2 separate regions of the Sus scrofa genome follow, and region 1 is linked to region 2. The links are chromatin contacts, called in public Hi-C maps. All regions are on one chromosome and are shown on one strand. Each heading gives the region's core, a stretch centred on a gene start, on an enhancer-like site or on the middle of the called end of the contact. The rest is flanking DNA. Distances are from core to core; before and after follow the strand shown.

Evidence for each region. Hi-C and Micro-C count contacts between places; a contact is called where the count stands out from the background.
Region 1: a contact with region 2 is called in a Hi-C map of skeletal muscle, with 8 times the contacts expected there. The contact joins the promoter of LOC100156937 here to the promoter of LOC110261482 in region 2. A contact is called at or near these places in 4 of 5 promoter capture datasets (fetal skeletal muscle, liver and skeletal muscle), 6 of 47 Hi-C or Micro-C datasets (alveolar macrophages, embryonic fibroblasts, epiblast stem cells and 2 more) and 2 of 2 datasets of contacts at active chromatin or transcription factors (alveolar macrophages and skeletal muscle).

What each region holds. Positions count from the first base shown.
Region 1 is chr7:20,860,937-20,867,930 of Sscrofa11.1, forward strand. It overlaps LOC100156937 (histone H2B type 1), which reads right to left and starts at 2,459. Exons shown (of 1, transcript XM_001927717.6): 1 at 1,848-2,459. The coding sequence starts at 2,396. The coding sequence ends at 2,016. LOC100155734 (histone H2A type 1) reads left to right here and starts at 2,658. Exons shown (of 1, transcript XM_021098431.1): 1 at 2,658-3,179. The coding sequence starts at 2,723. The coding sequence ends at 3,115.
Region 2 is chr7:20,785,559-20,792,668 of Sscrofa11.1, forward strand. LOC110261482 (histone H2A type 1-C) reads left to right here and starts at 3,592. Exons shown (of 2, transcript XM_021098432.1): 1 at 3,592-4,735. The coding sequence starts at 4,211. The coding sequence ends at 4,603. It also overlaps the pseudogene LOC110261485.

The DNA of each region.
Region 1 (6,994 bases), core at 1,209-3,708, 74 kb after region 2:
CAGTGGGTTAAAGATCCTGTGTCGCCGTTAGCTGTGGTGTAGGTCGCAGACGCAGCTCAGATCCGGCATTGCTATTGCTGTGGTGTAGGCTGGTAGCTGTAGCTCCTATTAGACCCCTGGGAACCTCCATATGCCTCAGGTGCAGCCCTAAAAAGAAAAAAAAAAAAAAAAAGTTTAAATATAAAAATTGCTGTAAGTAAATCATTCCAAGATATTGCAAGCTCACATAATTTTGAAATTGTTCTAATTTTAACAGCAGCAATTTAGCTTTTTTTTTTTTTGCTATTGTCTGAAGTGTCTGTTTTCAATACCAGAAGGTCTAATTTCATGAAGCAGCACTTTTTTCAGTCATTATGGTATTATTACTACTTCTAATTATAATACTACTACAAAATCTTGTCTTCTTCATATGTATAGGAAAAATTTTACTTCGTAATGTCCATTAATAACTTCATGAATTGTAAGTCCCCTAAAATATTTATTGTAGCTATTGCATTTGTTTACACAAAAATGTTAATAGGGAGTTCCTGTCGTGGCACAGTGGTTAACGAATCTCACTAGGAACCATGAGGTTGCGAGTTTGATCTCTGGCCTTGCTCAGTGGGTTAAGGATCCGGCATTGTCATGAGTTGTGGTGTAGGTCGCAGACGTGGCTCAGATCTGTCGTTGCTGTGGCTCTGGAGTAGGCCAGTGGCTACAACTCCGATTGGACCCCTAGCCTGGGAACCTCCACATGCCACAGGAGTGGCTCTAGAAAAGGAAAAAGAAGGAAAAAAAATGTTAATATACCTGGTTTTAATAACAGTCTCATTTTATAAGTAAGGAACAGAGGCTGTGAAGAACCAAATTATTTACCTGGCAGAACTCACATTTCAGCCAATGTGCTCTGAAGCAATTCTTTCAAAGATGTCTAGATAGAATTTAAAACTACTGCACAATTACGGATTTCTCACACTTTAGGAGGTGCTTTCACATGACTTAACTCTCCCAGGACTAGGCCACCTCCCTTTCCTTTGTGAGTGGGGCCAAGTATCGAACCTGCAATCTTCATGGATACTAGTCAGGTTCTTTACCCTTGAGCCACAAGGTAACACCATTGGTGCATTTCTTATTCACCTTTCATGGCATGTCCTTCGTCATCCAAAAAGAAAGGCTTAATTAGGCAGGAGATAAAGCTCTGTATTCCAAAGGCCCGTGGGCTGCACTCAATTTCATTTCTCCTGTCTCCTTAAATAAATTCCTTACTTACTTGGGAGAATTGGTGATAAACCTTTCTGAGATTGCGTTCCTTGAGAGTAAACAAAATATCTTATAATGATCAACATGCCTGCTACTTTTAGGAAGTAAGCAAAAGCTTTAAATGACGAAAGGCTTCACATCATGCATGTTAATCAATGTGCAGCCAGGAAAACAGAAAACCATTGGCCATTTTTACAAAGATTAAGTTACACAGCTCTTGGAATAGAGAGCAAAACCCAAGTAGAAGTGTTCCAAAAACTGAAGAAAACAGGAACCAAATGTAGTATTCAAGGGACACACAAAAAAAGGCAGTTAAATAGAATCACTAAGTTTAAAGGGAAGGCCTGAAAGAGGTAAAGCTCAGAATTCTGAGGACAGAGCGAAGACAGGGAGGGTAGAATCCGGGGCGGGGGGGGGGGGAGGGGGGGCAGAAGCTAGGAGCTGAAAACAATTGCTGCTACCAAGCACTAGACCACCGCTGAAATAAGGAAAGTTCTCTCTAATCCCACCCATTTGGCCTGTCCAGTTTTCCTGAGAAAGTCCTTTACACACTGACCTCTTTAGAATACGAAAAGGTCTGGAAAACAGTGAAGACAGAAAAACACACCTTTTTTAAACTGAGAACAAGGAGCTCTTTATCTGGAATTACCTGAACAGAAAGCACAGAAAATTCAGGGACAAATTATGCCCAGACAGGAAACGATCACAGCTCTTTAAATGAAAATGTAAGTGGCTCTGAAAAGAGCCTTTGGGTTTGACGGTGCCTTTAAGCACATCTACTTGGAGCTGGTGTACTTGGTGACAGCCTTGGTGCCCTCGGACACGGCGTGCTTGGCCAACTCCCCGGGCAGCAGCAGCCGCACGGCCGTCTGGATCTCCCGGGACGTGATGGTCGAGCGCTTGTTGTAATGCGCCAGCCGCGAGGCCTCACCCGCGATGCGCTCGAAGATGTCGTTGACAAAGGAGTTCATGATGCCCATGGCTTTGGACGAGATGCCAGTGTCCGGGTGGACCTGCTTCAGCACCTTGTACACGTACACGGAGTAGCTCTCCTTGCGGCTGCGCTTGCGCTTCTTGCCATCTTTCTTCTGCGCCTTGGTCACGGCTTTCTTGGAGCCCTTTTTGGGGGCTGGAGCAGATTTCGCTGGTTCAGGCATTTTAACAGAACTGCAGAACCACACTAAACAGAGATTCTTAAATGTCTGCTTGCGTTTAGAGCGTCTCTTTTTATAGGCGGTCTATGCAAATTAGGTATTATAGAATATCCAGTTCTGATTTGATAATATATTGGTGACGAGATTATGTAAATTTACTTGCATCACATCGCCTTTCTTATTGGTTGGCTAGTAACAAGATGACTTTAACCAATCCTACCTCTCAATTTACAATTCCATCCAGCACTATAAGTGTCCTCTTGTTGGTCTTTACAGGTCATTTTTTTTCTGATTTTCCTGTGGCTTTTCTTTCTCTGCAAATATCCAGAATGTCTGGACGAGGCAAGCAAGGCGGAAAAGCTCGCGCTAAAGCTAAGACTCGCTCTTCTAGGGCTGGTCTCCAGTTTCCAGTGGGCCGAGTGCATCGCCTGCTCCGAAAAGGCAACTATTCCGAGCGGGTTGGCGCTGGTGCTCCGGTGTATTTAGCGGCGGTGCTGGAGTATCTGACCGCTGAGATCCTGGAGCTGGCGGGCAACGCGGCACGAGACAACAAGAAGACCCGCATCATCCCGCGCCACTTGCAGTTGGCCATCCGCAACGACGAAGAGCTCAACAAGCTGTTGGGTCGTGTAACCATCGCTCAGGGCGGCGTCCTGCCCAACATCCAGGCGGTGCTGCTGCCCAAGAAGACCGAGAGCCACCACAAGGCCAAGGGCAAGTGATTTGACAGGGACCTGAGCTTCCGGAAGTGCTTTCAAACCCAAAGGCTCTTTTCAGAGCCCCCTACCATTTCAAAAAAAGAGCTAGTAACATGTGTTAAAAGAAAAAAAAAAAAAAAAACAGTTTTTACTGGAACTAGGGTAGTAAAAATCTAGGCCTTTAGCAAAAGCTCCAAGGAGTAATTGGAGATCTGCATCATTTTGCAAAAAGTGTTAAATAGGTTAATGTCTAACGGGATACGCAATAATTGGCTACACATTTAAGACAGTCCAGTAATCTGGCTTTGGTCAGTAAATCCTGAGCGTGGCTTACCTACAGAAGTATTTGGTGGTCTATATATTTGCCTGGCAAACTACTTGGTTCATAAAGGCAAGCATATCAAACGAAATGGCCAGACCTCGGGCGGCTCGTCCTAAACTGCCTTTTCTAACCCTGTAGCTTTTTCCTAACCCTGCAAGGAAGTTAGGCTCTCTGTTCCTGATAACTTTCTCAAACTACCATGTGAAACAACCAGAGCATTGAAAGGGCATCAGAAACTGCCTGGAGTTAACATGCTGGCTCATAACAGAGAGTGTGGATTGGATTCGTGGATTTTCCATTGACAAACTGAGATTTGGGGCCAGTTTCTAACCTGGTACAGTTTTGTCCTATGTAAATTGGATGCTTTATTTTTTTTTATTTTATTTATCTATTTATTTATTTTGACAACAAAACCACCTAATGCCTCTAGGATCAGTGTAGTGACTGACATTTAGCAGTTCTTCAGTCCCCATTCTGGAAATTAAAGGCCCTTTTCAGAGCCACACAGTTTTTATAGAAAGCTCTGGAACACTTGCTGTGCAGTTTCCATGAAGTTTTCTCTGTACTAGCCAGTTAAAGTTAAAAATGGAAAGCTGCTCCCATCCTTGCCACAAAGAGGTGAATTTAGCCATGACTCACATTTTATACACCAGGAAGTCTTAAAAAATTAATAAAGTTAGGTTTTTGCTCTCCCTTTTTACTGAAACAAAAGATGCACCTCAAGAATCCTTAATTCTGTGTCAGGACATAAACCAGAGTTTGTAGGCTATATGGATGACATAAAGTATATGTAAGTGGCAAAGGATCAAGACCATAATGCCTCATGTTGAGAGGTTTCTCGTGTATGTGCATGACGTATATACATTATTATATATACATGTATTCTCAAACTTTCTGTCAAAAAGTCTAGAATAAATCAAACGTGAGAACAAAGGAGGAATAGCTAACCAATGACAGGGCAGGGAAGGCATTTTAAATTTTGCAGATGGCAGTATTAGTGAGAATTGTTTAGTTTAGGTTATTTCTCTTCAGCAAAAATGCAATGAAAGAAGTACACTAAAATCAATACTACATGAAACCTTGTTAGGGACTCAATTTACAGTGGACCATAAACTTGAAATATGATTATATTATATATTAAATCTATAATGGAAATCTAATCATATTTCTCCAAAAAGCATTGTGAGAACCAATTAGATCACAACAAGGGACCTGGGAACAAGACTGATCTGCTTCTGTAAATAAGGTCAGAAACAGCACCAGCACAAAATACCCTCCAGCCAATTTTCCTTGACATTACCTTCATGGCTTGCACTAAGCAGACCACTCACAAGATACCCAGCAGCAAGACCTACCTGGTGGGGCTCAGCTCTTCAAGGACACCAACCTGTGCACCATCCACGCCAAGTGTGTCACCATCATGTCCAAGGACATCCAGCTTGCCCACCACATTTGTGGGGAAAGGGCATAACCCAAGACTTTGGCTTACTCGGAACTGAAAAAGCCTTTTCAGAGCCATCTGCTTTGTTAATAAGAATTCTTGCAATGCTTTCCCTTACTTTACCTCCCTGGGCAGTTAGTCAATAAGCAATAATAACAAGATAAAGCTTTCTCTATCCTTCTCTTTTTCTGCCTTAAGGCAGGATATAAACTCTGTTCTGGAGACTGCCTCATATTTGTCAGACCAGAGAGGCACTAGAGAAATCTGCTAAAAAACCTTACTGTTTCTTCCGATATATTTATTTCCTCTTCAAACCCTAAAACTAATTTCCTCATCCTATCATTTCTCTACAAACCTACTGCTCTTTCTTCAAAATACTTTATAAACTGGGGTTCTAAACACTCTTTGAATTGCTTTTTCATGGGTGTCCTTCCCATGCACATATGAAATATACATGTTAATAAACCTGTTTATTGTTCATTTGCTGATCAGTGTTTTGTTACAGGGGCTGGAGCTGAAAACCAAGATGTATAGAGAGTCCCCCCACCCCCCAACCCCAGAAAAAAAAGATTGAATTAAAATCAAAAGAACAAATTTAGATGGAAAAGGTTTATTAATTGCCGTATGGCTGAATTAAATTATAAAATTTAGGTTATGTTTTCTATTGGATAGAGATAACATTCATCTCTAATGGACAAAAGTCACTGAAATTATCAAAATATCCTATGAGTTAACACCAAGATTCATGAATACTTCATAGATATTAGACTGATAAATAGTTAAACAGAAACACATGCCTCAAGAATATCTTAAAAACACTTAGTGGAGTTGCCACTGTTGATCAGTGGGTAAAAATAAAATTCTTATCCAAGAGGTCATTAATCTTTGGAGTTATTTGTTCTACTGGACAGAAATTATTTGCATCTCTACCAAAGAAAACCCTACAAGTTAAGAAATATCACTGATGCCTTTAATCAACAGTAAATAGATGATCAAAATACATTCTCACAGAATTCTTATGATGCCTGTAACCTTGTATATTGGACATCACAGCCCCTGTTCCAAGTCTCAGATAATTTTTCTCACACTAGATTGTTCAAATTCTGCTGCAGAAGATTAAGAACCCGAAATAGTATCCCTGAGGGTACAGGTTCAATCTCTGGCCTCTCTCAGTGGTTTAAGGGTCTCCCTTGCCCCCAAGCTACAGGGTAGGTAGCAGAAATGGCTGCAGCTCCAGCTTGACCCATGGCCCTGGGAATTTTCATATGCTGCAGGTGCAGCCCTAAAAATGCAAAATATATATATATACACACACACACATATATACATATACACATATATATATTTTACTGTAAATCCTTACCCCCCAAATACATATATATTTTTATTTATATAAAATATATAGTGAGAGAGAATATATGGAAGAACATTCAAGATTTTTTTTTTCTTTTTCGGGCCATACATGCAGCACGGCATAAGAAACTCCCAAGCTAGGGTCACATCGGAGCTATAGCTGCCAGCCTGCACCACAGCCATAGAAACTTGGGAATCAAGCCATGTCTGCAACCTACACCACAGCTCATGATCTTTACCTCCTTTCCAGAAATGATAAATTGTTTTCTTCCTTCTTTTGAGAAAATGCATTTGTACTTCTACTAAATGATTTTTCTTCTTGATAAAACTACTGAATCCACATTCTATCATACAGAAGCTTAGGCCCTTTCGGACTCTCACTGCTTTAATAATCAGTTTTGAAAGTTTTCTCTCAAAAAACCCACTTTTTTTTTGGAGTTCCCTGATGGCTCAGCAAGTTAAGGATCCAGCATTGTCACTGCTGTGATGTTGGGTTCCATCCCTGGTCGGGAAATGTCTGCATACCTTTGGCACAGGCAAACCACCACCACCACCACGAAAGAAAGAAAAGGAAAGAAAGAAAGAAAGAAGAAAGAAAGAAAGGAAGGAAGGAAGGAAGGAAGGAAGGAAGGAAGGAAGGAAGGAAGGAAGGAGAAAGAAATGCACTTTTGGAAAAAACTACCACATGTATTCTCAGGTAATCTCCATCTTCTGATATTCCGTCCGTAAAGAATTCTACGGTCACCAATTTTTCTGGAATTCATCTTTCCTTATCTTGATAAGTAAT
Region 2 (7,110 bases), core at 2,342-4,841:
TTAGTACAATGTGTAATTTGTGTAATGTAAAATTTTAAGTAAAGTGGTTAACTGATCTAATCAGTATATTGAGTTGAAGAAATTAAGTAAATTTAAATTAGGTTTTTTGTTTAAGAGAAAATAACCCCTGTATTTGAGTAAACTAGAATATTTTACAAACATTATTTTTATAACTATATTATGACAGTAATAAAGAAAATGGAGTGTGGAGTTCCCATTGTGGTGCAGTGGAAACAAATCCGACTAGGAACCATGAGTTTTCGGGTTTGATCCCTGGCATCACTCAGTGGTTAAGGATCCGGCCTTGCAGTGAGCTGTGGTGTAGGTCGCAGACGGGGCTCTGATCTGGCATTGCTGTGGCTGTGGCGTAAGCCAGCAGCAACAGCTCTGATTAGACCCCTAGCCTGGGAACCTCCTTGTGCTGTGGGTGCAGCCCTAAAAAGACAAAAGACAAAAAAAAATAAAAGGAGTAGAGCCATTTTTTAAAGCAAAATTAAGTTATCAAATCATCCAAAAATTATCTTAATTAGAAATATGATTTTTTTTTTTTTTTTTTAGGGCCACAGCAGCATCTGGAAGTTCCGGACTAGGAGTAGAATCAGACCTACAGCCACTGGCCTAAGTCACAGCCACAGCAATGCCTGATCCCAGCGCATGTGCAACCCATACTTCAGCTCAAACAATGCTGGATCCTTTAACCCACTGAGCAAGGCCAGGGATAGAACCTGCATCCTCACAGATACTAGTCAGGTTGGTTTCCACTGAGCCACAAAGGGAACTCAAAAATGTGTGATTTTTTTTCCAACGAATGTATTAAATTTATTAATATTTAACCATGTATTAAAATGTTTAAGCTGTTAAAAAATGGAGTAGTCTTGTTTCTTATCTTGTAAGCTGTTACCTAAGACCACTATATAAATTCAATTAAACTTTCTTTTTTTGTCTTAGTTACAACTTAAAGAAGTAGCACATTTAAAGGATCAGGAGAAATATGATTTTGCTCTTATTTTAAATTGATGTGATTTTTCATCTTAGGTAAGCTATTTAAAATTCTAAGTTTACATGATAATATTTTAATTTCGCGCCGAGGTAGATCATTTGCTCAAAATTACTTGTATTCATAAAGCAGAAAATATTCTCAATCATCATATAAGTTGGAGGGGCTTATTGTGAAACTGGAACAGCATTTAAAGGTATTTAATTTAAAAACAAAGCCAGAGATTTAAGTGATGATCAGTTAAAGAAACAAAAGGGATTAAGACCAGAGATCCCTCAGGGAACATCATTACTGCAAATATGAGTAAATTCTCTGATACCTTTTTAAGTTTGGTAGGAAATTCTAATTTTCAGTGCCATAACTTCACGAATAACTCATTAGGGTTTATAAACTATTAAATGTTTATTTATAAAGGTATTAGTAGCCCTCTTTTTTTTTTCCTTGTTCAATAGTTCTATTTATAATGACACGTTTCTTCTTTCTGACCCAAAGATCCTGAAGGGACAGTAGTTTTTTGGAATTATTGAAGCATAAACTTTAAATGCTTCAGCCAATTGCATGCTGGAGTTTCCATTTCCTTGTTTTCTTTCTTGTCTCCAGTTAAGTCTAACATTTAAAAAGTTTTGGCAGTTACTTTAATTTCTTATTATCTTTGGAGCAGGACTGTTATTTTTACAGATACTGACAATTATTTGGATTCATATAGAGTAATCCCCAAAACAGAGTTTTGAAAGGAGGAAATAAACTTTGATTTTTAGTTAAAAGAACCCATAGTACATAGACACAAAAAGCCAAACAGAGTAGATTCCCTCAAAGGCCAGAAAGAAAAACACCAAATTCCTGACCCTGTGTTCTCAAATGCCAGAGCATATCAGAATTCTTAGACAAATACAAACAACCCAAAAAATTAGCAAGAAACCAAATTCCAAATACCCTGTCCGCTAACATCAACTAATCACTTAATGATCTGACCTAAAACCATTAATGTGTATCCAATCAACTGAGTACAGTCTAAGAACCAACATAAGAAACAAACTTAGGCAAAAAATAAATTTTAGTATGCAAGAGTCAAGGGAAGATGAACAGAAAACTCAGTAGCCAGGGCTGGCCAAGTTCCTGAACTTCTTTTGATTACTGTGGTAGGAGTCAGGTAAACAATGTCTTGGTGGAATCGTCAAAAAATAAATGGTAAAGGAATTAATGATTAGCCAGCCTGCTCTCGTACTGAAGAGAAATCAAGCAACAGAACTACTTCATCTAATAGAGACAAACCAGAATTTATTTATAAGGAAAAAAGGGAAGAGAAGAAAACAAACCAATCAACTTGCAGTCGTTCTGGGAATAGTGAATCTGTTTGGACATTTATGGTGTAAACAGATTGGCAGTGAGGAGACATTTGTCTGACTTGGGACAATTAAGTCCTTGGGCAGGCTCACTAGGGGCAGAGAAAAAAAATCTGTTTTAGTTGTTTAAGGACTTGGGGAATCTTAAAATTTGGCTGATCTCCTGTGACAAGCATCTGTCATTGTCCTATATATTTGCACTTCTGCCTTAATTGGGCCAGGGCTGCCCCTCATTTCTCAGGTAACTTCCAGGTTAGACAGCCAATGATGGTGAAGTCCTGCTCAAATTGTCTGTCTAGCACCAGACAGGCCTCAGTATTTTTCCAAGATGTCAAAAGAAAACAGCACATTTAAGATCACCGGGTCTTTATGTTAAGCAATCTAAATGATACGCTATCTTACCCCAAATCCTACCAAAAAAACACCAAAACAAATGAAAAAGCCTTGTTCTCTTTGTAGCCAATTTTACCTCCTGTATTGTCCCACTTTTTTACAAAAAAAGCAAATTTTACTCCTAGGTTCAGAAAATGTGTTCTAGACGAATAAAATAAAATGGAAAATGTGTTTCACTCACCTCAAAATCTTCCCTTAGAGCAAAAATGACCAAGTGCTTAAGGGAATGCGGAATTTCTCAGGAACCATCTCCCCCCGCCCAGGACTGCCAGGTAAGGAAGTTTCTCTATTAGACACTTTGTATTGCCAAGTTCCATCCACAGCGCCCCTGCTCTCTTCCCGCCTAGTTTCCCGAACTTACAGGAAGCTTTTGTCAAATTGCAAGCGTCCCTAAAGCATTCAATTCTGACTGTACTGGTTACACAAGGCACCAGAAACCTAAGCAGGTTTTTCATGTTCCAATCACCCCAGACCAACTGCAGCACACTGATCACTGCAACCCACAAAATAGAGTGGACTTTACACTTGGGGGCTAAGCCCTAAGGCAGAAAACAGTGATTAACACTTTGGCATGACCGTGTCAACAACACAGCAGCGGTTTTAATTGTGTAACACCTTACACCCAATTACAAAGTTACAAATAACTCTACCACTCACGCAATCACACAAAACCAAGTGTTAGAGATTGCAGCTCTCTTTGTGGACATGTGGGTGGCTCTGAAAAGAGCCTTTGGGGTAAGTGTAAAGATGCTTACTTGGCAATTTATTTCGAGCTGGTGTACTTGGTGACAGCCTTGGTGCCCTCGGACACGGCGTGCTTGGCCAGCTCCCCAGGCAGCAGCAGCGCACGGCCGTCTGGATCTCCCGGGACGTGATGGTCGAGCGCTTGTTGTAATGCGCCAGCCGCGAGGCCTCGCCGGCGATGCGCTCGAAAATGTCGTTGACAAAGGAGTTCATGATGCCCATGGCTTTGGACGAGATGCCGGTGTCCGGGTGGACCTGCTTCAGCACCTTGTACACGTACACGGAGTAGCTCTCCTTGCGGCTGCGCTTTCGCTTCTTACCGTCTTTTTCTGGGCCTTGGTAACCGCCTTCTTGGAGCCCTTCTTCGGAGCGGGAGCGGACTTCGCTGGCTCAGGCATTTTGAACCTGAAAAAAAACCAAGATCAAAATGAAAGCAGGAAGCGGATTTCTGGTACTTATAGGGCCTTTATGCTAATGAGGGATGCAGAGCGTGTCTTAGTTAATTGGAAGAAAAACAGCAAGGCTGTCATCTATGGGCAGAACTATGCAAATGAGGGATGGAAATAAAGCTTTTCTATTGGCTACTTGACTGTGTCTGGTTAATAGCCAATCAGGCAACAGAATTTACTCCCCAGGAAATGCCTATAAAAGCGGCTGTGTCTTACCTAGTTGTAGACTTGGTCTTCCATAACGACTGGTCTTGTCTTGTTTATTTTCTTTTTATTTTTTTCCTATGTCGGGACGTGGCAAACAAGGAGGAAAGGCTCGGGCCAAGGCCAAGTCTCGTTCCTCGCGCGCCGGACTCCAGTTCCCGGTGGGCCGAGTGCACCGCCTGCTTCGCAAAGGCAACTACGCCGAGCGGGTGGGCGCTGGCGCTCCGGTATATCTGGCGGCGGTGTTGGAGTATCTGACAGCTGAGATCCTGGAGTTGGCTGGCAACGCGGCTCGCGACAACAAGAAGACCCGCATTATCCCGCGCCACCTGCAGCTGGCCATCCGCAACGACGAAGAGCTCAATAAGCTACTGGGCCGCGTGACCATCGCTCAGGGCGGCGTCCTGCCCAACATCCAGGCCGTGCTGCTGCCCAAGAAGACCGAGAGCCACCACAAGGCCAAGGGCAAGTGATTAATTAGACCAGTACCAGGGTTTCCGGAAGTGCTTTCAAACCCAAAGGCTCTTTTCAGAGCCCCCCACTATTTCAAAAAAAAGAGCTAGTGACATTATAGATGAAAGGGGAAAGAAAAAGGCGAGGCAAAGGTAAGTTAATTTTTACCGGAGCTGGGATAATAAAAACTTTAGGTTTTTAGAAAAAGTTTGAGATGTAAATAGAAGTGTGCCTTTGCAGGAAATCTAATGATAAGCCAAGTTGCTACGTATTTAAGATAGTCGAGTGATGTGGTTTTGATCAGTAACTTGTGTGGCTTACCTGCAGAGGTATTTGGTGGTTCCTATAAACTTGACTAGCAAACTGGTTCGTGAGGGCAAAGGCCAAGTAAAATGACCAGGCTCTCTGGCGCCTCATCCTAAACTGCAAGCAATTAGACTTCTAATCCTGCAAGGAAGTTAAACTCACACTCAGTATTCGCGCTAACCTTCAAATACCATCTGGAACCAGAGCATTAAAAGGGCATCTGAATATTGCCTGGAGTTAAGGTGGTAGAACAGACTGAATCTAGATTGGAATTGTGCTTTCTCCATTTACAAATTGAGATTTGGGGCCAATTTCTAACCTGGTAACAGTCTTATATGTAAATTGGGGGTAGAGTGATGGTGTTTTTACTGATTTTTTTTTTTTTTTTTCCTGACAAACCACCTAATGTCCCTAGCCTAGATCAGTGCCTGACAGTCAGCAAACTAAAATTGACTTTATATAACGTGCTCAAGCCCCTAGGTTCTGGATGCAGCGGAAAAGGGATTAGAATAGGGTGACAGGCCTCCCCAAAACAGTTAACTACTAGGGATCTGGTAAATTAGCCAACCCAAACCAAAAGCGTCAATCTGGGTCTGTGCAAAAATCCTTAGGATCCTATTTTCCAGGGTTCAGTATCCAAGTGTTTCTTCTGGATGATGGTACTTGGATGGGGAATGATTAAGGAGGCTAAGTCAGCCAAAGAGTGGGACCTGGACCACCTAGGTAGACACACTCATTCGAATACTCCTGGAGCTTCAATGAAGCATTTTGCATGGAGTCATTCTTTGGAGCATTCAAATTCCAGTGTGCAAGGAGAGATAATCTAAACAAGCTGATTCCCCAGGATGTGCCTTCCTCTTTCTAATGTTAGCACAGATATCCCATAGTCTTGAGGTAGCTCCATCCTTCTTTTCAACTCCTGTGTTACCCCTCCATCACCACCAAACCCCCGCCCCCCTCCCCTCACCCCCTGAAACTACCTGTCAAAGAACTGACTAGAGTGAGTGTAGGGTGAAGGCAACATGGTAGAAGAAGTGATTACCTTAATGTTCATATGTTACAATTTCCAGAGGTTTTAACTGATAGCTGGACCAAAAATCACGGCATTTCAGGTAGGAGCCCTCAGGACCAGGTTTCTGCCCAGCATTTCTTGTATGTTGGAGATCTTGGATCCTTACATTGGAATTGCTTTATATAAGCCTTGGGATAGTTTTCATTGACTTGCCAGGTTGGCTGTGAACCCAGCTCCACACTCAACTAGGTGTGTGACCTCAGCTTTAGGTGCTCAACATCTCCCTGTGTCCATTTCTTCCCATATGCCTGCCTTTGTCTTGTGATGGAAAAAGTGGGCTCAGCAGCACGGGTTCTGAAGTAAGAACCTAGGGTGCTAAAAGGAACGGCCAACATTTACCAACACTAACATATGTCATGCGTGCAGCATGTTAATTTAGCCAAACAGTCTTGGAAATAAATAATGTTCCTATTGCAGTCTTATTTTTATTTATTTATTTTTTTTATATTTCTTTTTAGGGCATCGCCGTGGCATATAGAGTTTCCCAGGCTAGGGATCTAATCAGAGCTACAGCTGTCAGCCTACACCACAGCCGAAGCAACACCAGATCCAAGCCAAGTCTGCAAACTACTCCATAGCTCACGGCAACGCTGGATCCTTAACCCACTGAGTGAGGCCAGGGATCGAACACGCAACCTCACGGTTCCTAGTCGGATTTGTTTCTGCTACACCACAACGGAACTCCCCTATCTCAGTTTTAAAGATGAGGAAACAGGAAAAGAGCATAAACAACTTATGCAATTCCCAAGGTCAGGAAGCCAGTACTTCTAACCACTGGCTATAACCAACTGCTCCCTAAGAGATTGTCAGAATAATGAAATAAGTAAAAATTCAATACATAATGGGTTTACCTTTGCCCACATACCAGAATATTAGTAATTGTGTCATAAACTCTGCAAAAAAATTTAAGTGAAGGAGAAGCGATCTCTCTGAAATCTACATAGAGGAGATAAATCTTGACAGTGTATTAGTCACACATTTATGTGTTAGCTAATGTGCTTTAGATTTAGTATGTGACAAGCAAAACAGGGGACAAATGGGGAGATGGTTTGGTAAGGAGCCATAGGACTTGATAAACTTACTGTGGTGAGTGAAGAAAAGAGTTAAGAAGACTTGAATTGGAATTCTCTTGCCTGGGCTCCAAAAATA